Regions from separate parts of the Mus musculus genome. Here all the other regions are linked to region 1. The links are chromatin contacts, called in public promoter capture Hi-C maps. All regions are on one chromosome and are shown on one strand. The core of a region is the stretch at or near the end of the contact, and the rest is flanking DNA. Distances in the headings are between cores, read along the strand shown. Region 1 holds the start of Snrnp40 (small nuclear ribonucleoprotein 40 (U5)). Region 2 holds the start of Ptpru (protein tyrosine phosphatase, receptor type, U). Region 3 holds the start of Ak2 (adenylate kinase 2). Region 4 holds the start of 1700086P04Rik (a long non-coding RNA gene). Region 5 holds the start of Zbtb8os (zinc finger and BTB domain containing 8 opposite strand).

Region 1 (2,738 bases), core at 80-2,579:
CATTCTAGTGGAAAGTGAGAGAAAGGCACACAGAGCCACCCAGTGCTGAGTGCCATGGGAAGAAACAGTATGGGTTCCAGATTACAGGACACTCCAACTTGAAACACAGTGGTCAGGAAAGCCCCTCTGAAAACCTGGTGTCTGAGCAAAGATTTGAAAGAGCAAACAGCTGACCATGTGGGCATTTAAAAGAACATTCCAGCAAAAGCACCAAGGAAAGAAAGAACATTATAAGTCGGTGTCTTGAGCCAAGTGACATGCCAGAAAACTGGTAGATGAACAAGGTAAGGAGGGGATTATTACAGAGAATTTGATTTTTAAAAAAACGCACAATAGAAAGCCAACATAATGTTTTCAGCAGAGTATACCATGTGACTTAATATTTCCATGATTCCCCTGGCTACTGGATTAATAACCAATCCTTGGTTCAAAGACAAAAACCAGGAATACTAAATTAAGCTCTACCTGCAGTGATGTCAGATGACATAAAAACAGTTTTAACAAGAAGGTAAAAAAAAAGATCATAGTTACACAGATCTCTTCTCTTCTCTCTTTCAACAGGACTTTGCCATAATAAATAGCCTACACTGGCTTGGAGCCATGGATCTTCTGGATACAAAAAAGTTTGCCTTCCCCATTTGCAAAGTAACAGCTTCTTTCAGTCAGGTACCATGGTTAATGGAAATTTCACACGCAAAACATCCAAGATAACATCCAACGAGTGTTAATTACAATTATAAATGCAGAGAAAGAAAAAAGTTCTACCAGGTAGTAAAGCGAGCTATCATTCATTTCCATTGCCTCCCCTCTCATTCATTCGTCCACTCTGCAAACTTTCCTGAATGTTTCTTTTATGCTAAACCCCTGAAGATTTAGGATGCGGAAGCTTGGGTCTTGATTTTGAGGCCAAGGTTTTAAATGATTCAATGCCACTGAAGGGCTGAAAACAGGCGTCTACTAGGGAAACACGTATGAACCACACAGAGAACACCAGGCACCTTCACAGAAGCCTATTTTAACTTCAGGCTCACTGTCTTTCCGTTCCCTCAGAGGCGACATCATCCGTAGGAAGAGGGGCGGAGGGCCAAAGGCGGGATGACTCCCCACTTACCGCCTGCAGCAATGCCCCTGGAGTCGCCTGCTGCGGCCCCGCTCCGGGGCCGGCTCCTGCCGCTCCCAACAGCAACTCATGTCGCGGCCGCTTGACGGGAACCAGGGGTAGCTCCGGGCCCTTACGCTTCTGCTGCTCGATCATGGCGGCAGCCACTCTCCTCGGCGCCGCCACTAACCGCGCCGCCGACCGGAGGCGCCGCGCAATTGGTTCCAACTGAGTTCTTCCTCCAGAACTTCCGGAGAGGAGCAACCAATTGGCTTCTAACATTTCCTTCTGGAAAGCCCTCTGAATACACTCTTGTGATTGGTCCCATTCTGATGACGTCACGAGAAGGCGACTCTGGGATTGGGTCGCGGAGCTGGCGTTCTCCCCCGCCCCCTCGGGCGCGCAGTGCATCGTGGGTGAGAACGAGCGGAGCAGGTTTGGCGTTCCTAGCTATGAAGCGGCTGTCCTGCTAGGCGCGGACGCGGAGTGAGTGTGTGGGGAATCAGGCGGGTGGCTGTTCCAATCTGGAAGGTGCGAGGTGGTGATAGGCCTGAGCCTGCCCTTTTCAGCTATCAGCCTTAGCAGCATGGGGTGGCAGGAGGTGTCGCCGGAAAGAGAAGTCCCTTGGTAGGCTGGAGCGGAGCTTTGGCATCTCTGGCTCCAGGACTCGAACCCTCAGACGGCTATCCCTTGACAGCTGCTCTGCAGGATGCCAATTCTGCGTCTAGCTCTGTGCTGGCCCGAGTCCTGGCCTCCAGGCTTCAGTGCCGGACTTGGCTGAGGCGGCGGACTTAGTTGTCACTGATTTAGCCGTCTTTTTAAAAGGGCTTTAATTTATGTCCCCGAGACAGCCAGTGATGAGGAAAGTATCAGATGGTTCTTCCGAAGCACAGTTTAGTTGAGAAATCGAACAATCATGCTTGCGTGCCAGGTCTTCTCGAAAGTGGTCCAAATGATATTTATTGTGCAGTGCGTTTGGGGGTCATTCTGAAGAAATATGGTCCTCTACCCCAGAGTGTGGGAAACGTGTTAAACAAATTTGATGTTAAACAAAAACCATTTGATCGGAAGACTACCTAAACAAGCGATGCCTCTTGCTGTGAGTTACTAATATAAACTTGAAGGCTTTTTAAAGGAAAAGACATCTGAGCGGTTCCTATCTGATGGGACGGTTCTAATTAGGGGAAGAGAGGAAGGGAGAACGTTCTGCACAGAACAGCAGGTTCTATCAGTCGGAAAGATGAGGGAGACACAAAGAGCCGGTGTGGGGGGAGAGAGAGAGCGAGAGCGAGAGCGCTAGCTTAAAGTGAATATGGTATGGGATGAACCTGGAAGTCATGAAGATTTGCAGGAAGTTGAAGCTTTTACTTTAAAATTAATAGGAAGCCAGCGATAGTTTTCTCTCTCCTCCAGAATGTGGTGCAAAAGAGGACTTGATCCCTCAGGCTTAATGGTGTGATGAGATTGGAGAAAGATAAGAGGTTTACTGGGAGTAAATAGACCATTTCGGGAGCATGAACAGTAGTTCTGATCAGCAATGCCAGTGAGAACCAAGCTGGAGCTGTGACTGAAGACAGGTTTAACAGTATCTTGAGATAGCAGGGGAGTAAATTGGACAGAATAGATTGGATGATGCTCT
Region 2 (2,738 bases), core at 92-2,591, 1.5 Mb before region 1:
CCATATGTATTTATTTATCTGCGGCATGAAGTCTTCGTGAGAGCAAGGGCCCTCTCTGTAAGTACTCATCTATCAGTTACCCGCTCATTCATTACTCATCGAGTATGCGGGATACCAGGCCCCGGGGGAAAAAGCTTCCCTAGGGGGACACACATTCTAAACATGGGGGATATATACCAAGTCCATCACATAGCAGGCAGTCTGTTTAGAAGTGCAGCGATCCACTTTCCCTACTGTAGGTTCCAACCCCCCCCCCCACCCTCTCCTGCATCTTCCTCCTGAATGTAAGCTTCATGAGGGTGGGGATTTTAAAAAATATTTAAATTATATTTAAAATATAATTTTATATTTTATAAATATACACGGCCAGAAGTGCTGGTCTGATGCGCAGTTACAGGTGGTTGGACAAGGGTGCTGGGGATCCATCCTGAGCCCTTTGCAAGAGCCGCGTGCACGCACCTAACCACTGAGCCGTCTCTCTAGCTCCCGGAGATCAAGCCTTTGTTTTTTAATCTCCTCGGTAGTCTACAGTCATCACTGAACCAACAAGCCCATATCTATTCAGTATTTGAGAAGCAAATGGGTTTCCAGATGTGAGTCGGTTTTTGTTCGTTTGTTTACACATTTCGAACCAGACAACCTTGATTCAGATCTTGGTGTCGCCTCATACTGACACATAATCTTGAAAAAGTCACGCTCTATGATCTCAACTTTCTCAACTGTGTAATGGCATTAGAATGGTGTGTGTCCCCTAGGGCAATAGTGAAGATGAACAGAGTCCCAGAGAGAGGCACACATGGCACCTGGTCTTAAGTAGCCACTGACAACTATGCTGGTGGTTGTGCAAAAACTTGGACGGGGCAGAGTTCCAAATCTACTTACTCCGAGTAGCCGGAGGCTACTGTAGAGGCACGAGCGTCAGTAAGAGAGAAGTGAATTTCATATTACTGAAAGTAAACGGCAACATTCCAAAGGCCCAACAACGTTTCAGGTAGATGAAGAGTGCTCTGTCATTGGAGGGAGCTGGGAGTTTATGTTCAGAGTAGTCAAGGTAGGAAAAACTTAAGCAACTGAGGGAACAGAGGAGCCAAGGGTTCCTGGGTTACAGTCTCAGCCGTGGGCAACGGATGCGTTGAGAGTGCCGACCTGAACACCGGCACCGGCCGATGGATCTTGTCGACGGGGTGCGAGAGTGGGGGATGGGCACGCCAAGGCCGGCGGGCCCAGGGAACCGGGCCGCAGCGCGCGACACCACCAGCAGGGGACGCCTCGAGACCGCGGAACTCGCGCCCGGGGGCCTGACGTCAGCGCCCCGCTCGTTCGGGCTCCCGCTCTGGACTCGGCGCCAGTCCCGCTCCGCGCGGCACTGCTCCACTACGGCTCCCGCTCGCCTTGGGCTCCCGGTCGGGCTCCGGAGGCGTCGCCTCCCCAGCTGCGGGTCTCCAGGACCTAGGCGGCGGCCATGGCCCGGGCTCAGGCTCTGGTCCTGGCGCTCACCTTCCAGTTCTGCGCGCCTGAGACCGAGACTCCCGCAGGTAAGCGCGCGCGGTCCCTCCAAGCTTATCCCGCGAGTGCCCGGGGGGCCGGGGATGGCTTGTCGCTGGTGTCGGAGTGCTCCAAGCTTCTGTGGCCGCTGTGTCTGTAGTTTGTGTGCAAACTGAGGTTGAGTGTGTACCGCGGATGCGAGTGTGCTGGTGTGAGTGTCGCCTGCGTGGAGCACCGGGTGTGCGCTGGCTCATGTTTGTCCACGCTGCCAAGTGGGTTGTGTATCTGAGTTTCAGTGGCTTGGCTAGAGTTGCGTCTGATCCTGTGTTGCATTTGTTGGCTTTTTTTTTTGTATTCCCTAGGCGGGAGTACTGTTTGTTGCTGGTGCGTTTGAAAACCCGCGTGTTTGTTTATGCCTGTGCTGTGAGGACTCGGTGGATTGTGCCCAAGTGTGGGCCCGAGTGTGTGTGGTGTGTGTGTGTGTGTGTGTGTGTGCAGTCGTGGGAACCGGGTCGGAACCTGTGTGAGCTCTGTGCCCACGAGTGACCCTGTGGGAGTATTTGGGGTGTACGATGCTGTGTGGGTCCGTGTGAATGTCAGGGATGCGGGGAATACGTATGGGGGAGCGTGTCTGGAGTGGATGTGAGTGTGTCGGTGAGCGATGGTTTCGTGGCTAGGGACGCTGCGAGCTTGGGGTGCTCCTAGGCCGTGGTCGAGTGTGGCCGGGACCCGAGGGTGTGTGTGCATGTGTGTGTGCATATGTGAGTGTATGTGTGATCGCGCGCGCGCGTGTGCGTGGCGCACCCGGCCGGAACAAGTTGTCGCGGCGGCGTCCCCCGGAGGCTGGGGCGGCCCTGCGGCTGGCGAGGGAAGGAACGGGGAGAGACGTGGCTGTAGCCGCCGACTCCGACATTTCGGGCGGTTTGTTGTTTCGCAAGTTCCGAGCGGCGCTGGCTGGCGGCTGATCCGAGGAGGCGCCAGGGCCGCGGGGCGCCCGGGATGGGGAGGGCCGTGGGGCGCACCCGGTTGCGGGCGGGGCTGCGGCGTCGGGGCCCCCGCAGGGCCTGGCTGGAGGCCTCGGGACAGCGTCCCCATCGTAGCTCGTCAGAGGCGTTGGGGACGCCGCGGTCCCCGGGGACGCTGCCTGCGTCTGCTTTGCAACTTTGTGCGGCCTCCCGGCCAGTCGGGCACGCGCGTGCGGACGTGTGTGTGTTGTGTGTGTGTGCGTGTGTGCGTGTGTGCGTGTGTGTGTG
Region 3 (2,738 bases), core at 101-2,600, 1.4 Mb after region 1:
GAGAGAGAGAGAAGGAGGGAGGGAGACGGAGGGAGACAGAGGGGAGGTATCTTTAAAAACATAACAATAAACTCAGCAGTGCTGTGAAGAGGGAGGACAGCACTCATTTGCTTGGGAACGCAACCTTGAAAGAATTCCCTCTTTAGAGCATAGTGATCATCAAAGCTTGGGGTCTGATGGGGAGGTAGAGTTGAGGGGTGGGTGGTTGTGGCCAAAGGCTGGGCAAGAAAGTGACACCAACGGCCCACCATATGAGCTTCCAAGCCCTACGTGCCAGCATAAATCCCAGCCCTGATCTATGGCCCAGATGCCAAGCAAGGGAGGCTCTGCAGTGGGGCAGAAGGCAATCCTTGAGGCCTCTGTGAAACCGATTTCACTAACTTTGAAAAGTCACTGGACCTCTACACCTGTTTTCTTACCTGTTGATCTAGCACGTTAGCGGCCCTCAATTGCTCAATTACAACCATCAGAGCCATCTCATGCTGCTCCATGAGCACTCCCTGCCCCACTCACAACCCCCCATGATGCCCGTGGCTTATGAACCGAATCTATACATTCACCTCCAGTTTTCTGGCCAGCTGGAAAGGTTTTCTCCCATCCCCCCACCCCCAACAACACTGGTGGCTCCCGCGGCTCATGCCTCACTCTTGGCAGAACGCCTCGATAGGCATACACCAGTAACCACTCTGCCCCACGTGGAGACTTCTTAGTACCCCTAATCATTAGCCATTAAAAAAATTAAAAGTTTCACCCCCTTATGCCTAGAAATTATCCCTGACTCAGGGCAATACGCTCTCAACTCCGAGGGCGACTTGGTCACAAAGCTTTCTCCCATTCGGGCCTGTGATCCAGAGCTTCAGCCTGGGGGATCGCCCTGCCTTTCACAATTTTCAAGTAACAGTCCCTGGATGCCCTAACACGATCCTGGGTTCCCCCAAGAACCTCCACCCAGCCTCCCCCTTACTGCGACTGGGACCCTCCCCTAAACACCGCGCCACAACTGGAGACCCCGCGAGGGTCCCTGCAGGCCAGGGCTCACCACCCAGCTCCGGGGCGGGAAAGGAGCTTCCGGCTCTCCGACCGCCCTGACCTTGTAGCTTCTCGGGCTCCACCGCCCGACACGGAACCGACACTCACCTGCGTCCCCTTGCCAGCCCCGGGCGGCCCCAGCAACACGGCCCGGATGCCCTTCGGAATCTCCGGTTCGGAAGCCAACACGTTGGGAGCCATGTCTTCCAAAGCTTCACTCCAACAGCCAGCCGCACACCTCACAGGTCTAGCGCTTCCAGGCCAGCGTACATCCTACTCCGGGCTCACACTGGTCGCTCGCCGCATCCGTCAACCCTCTCTACCCGCCCCCGAACTTGACGGGCACTTTCATTTACCAATCGTACGACGAGACTAAGAAAATTCTGTTTCCGATTGGGCAGAATTGGGAACGAGGAAGAGGCGGGCCAGCCTGGGAAGAGCTGGGGCAACAGAGCGCGTGCGGCTCTCGGCTGGTGTATGGAGTGGGCGGGAAAAACGAGAAGGAAGCCTGGAGCGGGTGAAGTTCTAGTTTGGCCTTTGACAGTTAATAACTCCAGAGTCTCTGTTTGAGCCCCGTAAAATTGCCTGTGAGAGTGTAAGTGGGTAAAATCACTCCCAGGAAACAAATTGGCAATAACGTAACCTTTGGACCAGTAATTCCACTTCCAAGAATTCAAAGGCAGAAACAAGGAATATGTAATGAGTTCCTGACAAAGATGTTGATGTCTAATAATAAGATTGGTTAAGTAAATTCCAACAAGTTTGTAATCTGACACCCTCTCCCTCCAGAACACCCCCATTGAACAGCACCATAACTTTGGCTATTTGGGAAGATCACATTTAAAGCTTGTCAAGGCCACGACGGTGAATTCAAGGCCAGCCTGGGCAGTTTAATGAGACCTTGTCCCAAAATGAAAATGAAGATAGCTGGGGCTGGCTATAGTACAGAGACAGAAGTTTTGGGCTCAATCCCCAGGACTGTAAAAATAAAACACATATGCATATATGAACACAGACAACCTTCCTGACTTTTAAGTCAGCAGAAAGACAGTTTTTATCCAGAGAGATGAGCCTGTCTTGAACAAGGCAATGATGTCGCCAGCTTTTAGGTGTGTCAAAGTTTCATCCTGTCCCAAAGGAGCCTTTCTCAACTGTAAGTGCAAGTGTGATTAGGAAACCATTCTTGCCCCACAGGCACAGTGCAACCATTTTCTACACCCTAGTGGTAAATGATGTTAACCAGCTAGCCAGATGGCTCAGCTAGTATAGACACTTGCCACCAAACTCTGAGGACCTGCGTTTGATTAACAAGACCCCACCCCCAATGAAAGAAAGAAGAGAACCAACTCCCACAGGTTGTCCACCGAGCTCCACATGTGTGCTGTGGTACACATATCTGCGCGTACATATATGTTCACACACAGAAAATAAGAAATAAATTCAAATGAAAAAAGAGAAACTAACATTCATACTTCTTGCTCATCCTGGATTTTCATGGGAGCCAGCTTGATCTGGTTGGGTTCTCTTAGTGGCCTTGAAGGAAGCAGGGGTTTATTGTGTCCTTTTTAAGACCGGAAGCGGAAGTAAGAGCTGATCACTATATAATTACATGGTCACAGGATTACAAGTAACACTGTGAACTAAGGGGCAGGGCAAAGTTCAGTCACTGGTGTCTAGCACTCAAGTGTGAGGGCCTGCGTTCTGGTGCC
Region 4 (2,738 bases), core at 110-2,609, 1.3 Mb after region 1:
AAGTCTGTTGTGACTTTGCCCTCGGCAGCACGTTAGGAACCACAAGGTGCCTGCCAGTGGCTTAGCACAGCACGCAGTGCCCAGGGTGCCCCTAGAGCTGTTAGTGAGCTGCCTTCTCTCATCATCTGCATCTCAACTTTCAGCAGCGGTTGTGTGGAAGAACACGCCTTCTGCAATGCTGCTGCTAAGTGCGCCCCTAGCCATATGGACACACCCCTCGGAAGCGCGGCCCCTTCAGTAGGACATTTTCATTCTCTCTCCTATAACAAATATTCCTTCTCAATCATTACGATAACACGCACATACACACACCTCTCCCTTCCTGGGCAAAGAGAAAGAAAACAAAACAAAACAAAAAAAACCCCTGCTCACCCGGATATTCTGACTTAATGGACAGTTCCCTTCTCTTAGCACTCAGCCACCACCTCAAGCCACCTCAAGCAAGTAGGTATAGGGTGCTGAGTGCCATCAGACCGGTTGCAAGGCTGGTCTGAGGGTCGGTTACTCGTGATCGTCCGTCCTCTACCTCCTGCTGGGCACCATCCTCTCCTCCCTCAAGGTGTGTGACACCCGTTGCACCCGGGACGACCCCCGCGGCCACGCCCCCGCGCTCACCCGCAGTCAGGGGCCGGACACCAGCGGCAGTCGGGGTCCGAGGCCAGGTACCGGCGCAGCATGAACTCTTCGTACTTGTGCATGAGCGGCGGGTCGGCCAGCAGCAGACGGATGTCGTGTGGGTTGAGCCGCTCGCTGCACTCGGGGCAGCTGATGGGCACGCGGCTCTCGCTGATCTCCAGGCGCAGGTAGTGGCGGAGGCAGTCCCGGCACGAGCGATGCGGGCAGCTGAGGAGGCGCGGGGCCCGCTCGGGCGGCAGGCGCACCAGGCACAGCGGGCACTCCACCTCCTCCGCGCCGCCGCCCTCCGCCGCCTCGTCCTCCTCCGGCCCGGCAGCCACGGCCTCCGCCTCAGCCTCGGCAGCGGGCTCGGAGGGCAGAGCTTCCACCGGCGGGGCCTGAGCCTCAACCGGGGCCGGAGCGGGCGGCGGCGGCGGCGGCGGCGCAGCCGGGGGCGGCGGTTCGGCCTGAGGCTTGGTCCGGGCGCGGCGGCCGCGGGCCGAGGCGGAGAAGACGCTGTGGAAGGTGAGGCGCCGGCGCCGGCCGCCGCTGCGGCACTTAGGGTCGGGGGCGGCCGCATGGAGCGAGGTGGAGCGCGGCGACTCGGAGTCCTTCTCGGAGCCCATGGCCCGCAGAGGCTGAGGAGCCAGGGGCGCCCAGCGCCGCCGTAGCTCCCGCCTCAGCGCCCCCTCCCAGCCGGCGCCCCGGCCGCCGCCGCCGCCGCCACCGCCTCGGCAGTCCTCCCAGAGACAGAAGCCGACCAGCCGCTACGAAGTGGTTATAAAGCCTCCGCCCCGCGCGCCGCGGGCAACTGCGCAGGCGCCGGCCTCAGACACCTCACAACCCGCGCGGCCCCGCGAGAGGAGCTGGGCGGGGCCTGGAGGGCGGGGCCTGCAGGCTGCGGCGAAGCCCCGCCTTCTGCGGTCAGGTGGTCCGGCGCAGCCATATTTTGCACAGGCTCCACCCTCCGTTCCTTGTCCAGGAGTCAGGGGTCTTCTTTTCAATGAGGATGCCTTCATTTCGTCTGTAAAAAGAAGACGAGCGTTGATCTGGTAGTGATTCCCGCCGATCCACCGCCCAACATTTCTGTTGATGCTAGCCATTAAGTGGTAAGGAATATAGTCACTCATTGAAGATCCTCAAAGTGAGCCGCACTTCTAGATAAGACAGGCAGGCTCCCCTATCTTCAAGAATGAGTCCAGAGTTTTCATTCTAGCATTTGCTGTTTTCTGTCAACTAGTGAACTTACTCCTAAGCTGTATCTCTCAGGTACTCTGGTTAGTCACTGTTGGTAGAAAGAGGCCCAACAATTTCGCTTCTAGAAATGGTTTCTTTCAGTCCCCCTTCCCCAGTTCCTCTAACAAAAGACCCTTAGGCTTGGTGATGAGAAAAGCAAATACCTTCAACAGCAGCAAAGCCAGGTCAGGATTAGATTTTGGCTTAGAGAAATGAGAGAGGGAGGCTTATGATAGAGAATTTTCTTTCCATGAAAAATATGTCCGAAGATCGACAGTTCAAGCTTCTGTCTTAAGCTCACCTCATTCTGCCATATTCCAAACGGTGGGAAGAAAAATGTCTTATTTTAAGAAGACTGCTTAGGAAGTTCTGCCCAGTTTTGCTTGAATCTCATTGGTTAAAACAATCATCTTGATGCATCTTTCTTTAAAGATAAAAACAGTGTCTTGTTATTAATAAGGAATGGCAGTGAAGGCTTACAGTGATTCACTTGTCTAGCATGCCTTAAGGAGATGGGGGTGGGGATCGTGCAATGTAGGAACAGATATGTGAACATAGTAAGTTGTTTGATTTTTTTTTCCTGGCCAATACTTAAAACCAGATCCGCAACTCTTTAAACTTTTGAGATTACAACAACACAGCAAACGAAGCCCATTGGAAGAAATGTCCGGTAATGAAAACTAAGAACAGGGTCTAGTGGCCTAAGAAGGTATGATGTCATAGATGATCAAGCAGGTGTGATGTCATAGATGCCAAGACAATTTGTTTGCAAGAGGAAGTGGTCAGCCGTCAATTGTGACAAATGCTGCCAAGAACCCAAGAAAGAGAAGGACAGAAAAATATGACGGCTGGAATTGACAACACCAGGACTTTGTGTGTGTGTGTGT
Region 5 (2,738 bases), core at 69-2,568, 1.0 Mb after region 1:
CTGGGCCAGGTGTGGTGGACCATGTCTGTGATTCCAGCACCAGGGAATCACCTAGTGAGTTCCAGGTCAGTGAGGGTTAGAGTGAAATCCTGTCACACACACAAAAAGGAAAGTACTTAACACTTTACTGGGGCATAGGTAAATTATACTCAATTCTTTCAACTTTTTAAAAAAGATGATACATTGCTATATAGGGTGGTTCTCAAATTTTTTAATCTCAGGAACCCTATACTCAAAGACTACTGTAGGGCAGAAGCCATTATAGCTCAGGGGTAGACTACTAGTCTAGGATGTCCATTAAAGACATAAGAAATTTCTTTATTTCTGAGACAGGGCCTTACTCTGTAGCTCTAGCTGTCCTGGAACTCACTATGCAGACCAGGCTGGCCTCGAACTTAGAAATCCGCCTGCCTCTGCCTCCCAAGTGCTGGGATTAAAGGCGTGCGCCACCACTACCCGGCTAAATTTTTTTTTTAAATATTTATTTATTTATTATATGTAAATACACTGTAGCTGTCCTCAGACACTCCAGAAGAGGGAGTCAGATCTTGTTGTGAGCCACCATGTGGTTGCTGGGATTTGAACTCCTGACCTTCGGAAGAGCAGTCGGGTGCTCTTACCCACTGAGTCATCTCACCAGCCCCCGGCTAAATTTTTATCTTTCAAAAAAATTTAACGTGATGCAAAAGTTGCAGTACGTAATAAGATCCAATCTTGGGCTGTGGACACACACGTACGCACGCACGCACGCACAGAAAAAGGTATGTCTTGATTACTCTAACCTGGTCACACTATTCCCTACTGGGAGAAACTCGAGGACAACCCAGAAATCACTTAAAAATACAACTAATGCACAAGTATAATTTACAATGATAAATGTTGGACCAGCGCCACACCATTTAACTCTATCCCCAAAGGTAAGTGTGATTCAGGCACACATGGACTTTTAGAATGGATGGGGGCAGGGGATACGGCCTCGGGTTTCTTCATTCTCTAGTAAGGTGATCTTTTTCTTCACTTTCCCCCTAAATTGGGTCCAAAGAGGGGCACACTGTGATCACGCCAGAGCACCTTTAGGGCAAAGAAGTGGGCGAAGCAGGAAGCCGCAGGTTGTCCGAATGCAAGAGATGTGGGCCACCTACTCACATTCATATTTTCGATTGACTGGAGGATACTTGTCCTTGGTCGCCTTCTGTTCCTCCGTCAAATTGTAATCTCTAACATCTTCCTCCTCTTGAGCCATGATTGCGGAGTTGGTACTCTTACTTCCGCCCTTCATCAGCCAGACTTCGGCCCCGCGCCATAACTTCCGCTCTACACCCCACCCCCTTGGCAGCGGGTCTAAAAGGACCAGGACTCCATTCTGCAAGCTCGCGGAAGGATATACCCGCTTGCGGCTGCCGGGCTGCCGGGCTGCCAGGCTCGGTCCTGCCGCTTTTATAACATGTTTTAGAGACCAGCATCTTATTTCCTGCACTCATCACTATTAGTACCGAGGGAGTCAGTTAAAAGACGCCACCTTGAATTAGGCACCTGTAAGTCTAAACGGTGATGCGTTTTCTCCTCGTCTGGCCCTCCGAGTTGCTAACCAGACCCGGAAACACTTCCAAATTCTTTCGCTACCCTGAGGGAGTTGTCAGCATAACGGCCTGCTAAGAAGATGGCTGCGCATGAGCGTGTAGGGTGTATGTCACGTGATCTGCACGGGCCTCATCCCGGCAGGCGGGGCGCGCGCGCAATCCGTGGAAGTCTCCGGACTGTGGTGGGGGGTGGGGGAGAGAGAAGGGGCGGAGCGCGCGCGCCTCGGGACTCTGGAGAAAACGACTCTCGAGCGTCTCCATAGGCCGCGAGGCGGATGCTCCGCCCACCCCTCAGACCCGCGCTTTCTCATTGGTCGGTGTTGGCGCGAAGGCACGCGAGCCGGCCCCCTACGCACGGGCCGCAGGAAACAATAGAGGCCGCGCGCGCGGAGTGGAGCGCTCGTAGCCTCCCCGCCCCTCCTGCAACGCACGACCCCGGGATCCCCCAACCCCTCCCGGCTCTCCTGCCGCCATGGCTGACAAGGAAGGTGAGTGTGCCGAGGCCGGCTCGGAAGGGACGGTGCTGGCTTGTAGGGCTGTGTCGTGGCCTGTTACGCGGCCTGAGACGGAGAGCAGGCCCGACTCTGGCGAGCCTCGTCCCAGCGACGCCGGCCTGAGGACTGAGCTCCCCGGCGGGGCGGGCTAACGGCGCAGCAGCTCCTCCGGAGCGGATGCGAGGCGACGCCAGGTCTCCGGCCTAGGCGACTACGAGGCTCCCTGCCGGTCCCTCTGCCTGCCGAGACTCGGGGCGCCGCTCTCCATCCCCAGGCTCGATGCGCAGGTCTCCTCCCCGGGTTTGGCGGACTTGGCGCGCGCCACCGTGCTTCGTTCGGGGTTGGACACCATCGGCCCCCGAAGGAGTAACGGAGTGTCCGGCTGGGGTGGCCCCAGGACTTCCGGCCCGCCGCGGCCGAGAGTGGCGTTGGTGCCCGCGACCTGGGAGATTAAGATGAATCTCCATTTCGTTGTCAAAATCCGGGCGCTACGCCGGTGGCTTGGAGAGGTTTGTGCCCTTTCCGTTTACGTTCGCTAACTTGATTTGTCTTTTAAAAACATTTTAGCGGCCTTTGACGACGCAGTGGAAGAACGGGTGATCAACGAGGAGTACAAAATATGGAAGAAGAACACCCCTTTTCTTTATGATTTGGTGATGACCCA

Evidence for each region. Promoter capture Hi-C pulls out the DNA fragments that hold promoters and counts their contacts.
Region 2: a promoter capture Hi-C map of pre-B cells shows a contact between it and region 1, with 5 times the contacts expected there. The contact joins the promoter of Ptpru here to the promoter of Snrnp40 in region 1. A contact is called at or near these places in 5 of 39 promoter capture datasets (3T3-L1-derived adipocytes, hippocampal neurons, liver and 1 more), 2 of 115 datasets of contacts at active chromatin or transcription factors (astrocytes and large pre-B cells) and 1 of 9 other capture datasets (adipose tissue).
Region 3: a promoter capture Hi-C map of pre-B cells shows a contact between it and region 1, with 3 times the contacts expected there. The contact joins the promoter of Ak2 here to the promoter of Snrnp40 in region 1. A contact is called at or near these places in 2 of 39 promoter capture datasets (liver and pre-B cells).
Region 4: a promoter capture Hi-C map of liver shows a contact between it and region 1, with 4 times the contacts expected there. The contact joins the promoter of 1700086P04Rik here to the promoter of Snrnp40 in region 1. A contact is called at or near these places in 2 of 39 promoter capture datasets (liver and pre-B cells) and 1 of 484 Hi-C or Micro-C datasets (B cells).
Region 5: a promoter capture Hi-C map of pre-B cells shows a contact between it and region 1, with 4 times the contacts expected there. The contact joins the promoter of Zbtb8os here to the promoter of Snrnp40 in region 1. A contact is called at or near these places in 3 of 39 promoter capture datasets (liver and pre-B cells).

What each region holds. Positions count from the first base shown.
Region 1 is chr4:130,358,723-130,361,460 of GRCm38.p6, reverse strand. It overlaps Snrnp40 (small nuclear ribonucleoprotein 40 (U5)), which reads right to left and starts at 1,329. Exons shown (of 10, transcript NM_025645.2): 1 at 1,112-1,329. The coding sequence starts at 1,255. Zcchc17 (zinc finger, CCHC domain containing 17) reads left to right here and starts at 1,469. Exons shown (of 8, transcript NM_153160.5): 1 at 1,469-1,585.
Region 2 is chr4:131,836,881-131,839,618 of GRCm38.p6, reverse strand. It overlaps Ptpru (protein tyrosine phosphatase, receptor type, U), which reads left to right and starts at 1,341. Exons shown (of 31, transcript NM_001083119.2): 1 at 1,341-1,535. The coding sequence starts at 1,463.
Region 3 is chr4:128,991,836-128,994,573 of GRCm38.p6, reverse strand. Ak2 (adenylate kinase 2) reads right to left here and starts at 1,350. Exons shown (of 7, transcript NM_016895.4): 1 at 1,138-1,350. The coding sequence starts at 1,230.
Region 4 is chr4:129,056,774-129,059,511 of GRCm38.p6, reverse strand. It overlaps 1700086P04Rik (a long non-coding RNA gene), which reads left to right and starts at 1,359. Exons shown (of 2, transcript XR_868180.3): 1 at 1,359-1,724. It overlaps Rnf19b (ring finger protein 19B), which reads right to left and starts at 1,368. Exons shown (of 9, transcript NM_029219.2): 1 at 616-1,368. The coding sequence starts at 1,241.
Region 5 is chr4:129,334,548-129,337,285 of GRCm38.p6, reverse strand. Zbtb8os (zinc finger and BTB domain containing 8 opposite strand) reads right to left here and starts at 1,318. Exons shown (of 7, transcript NM_025970.4): 1 at 1,147-1,318. The coding sequence starts at 1,243. It overlaps Rbbp4 (retinoblastoma binding protein 4, chromatin remodeling factor), which reads left to right and starts at 1,916. Exons shown (of 12, transcript NM_009030.3): 1 at 1,916-2,068; 2 at 2,642-2,738. The coding sequence starts at 2,053.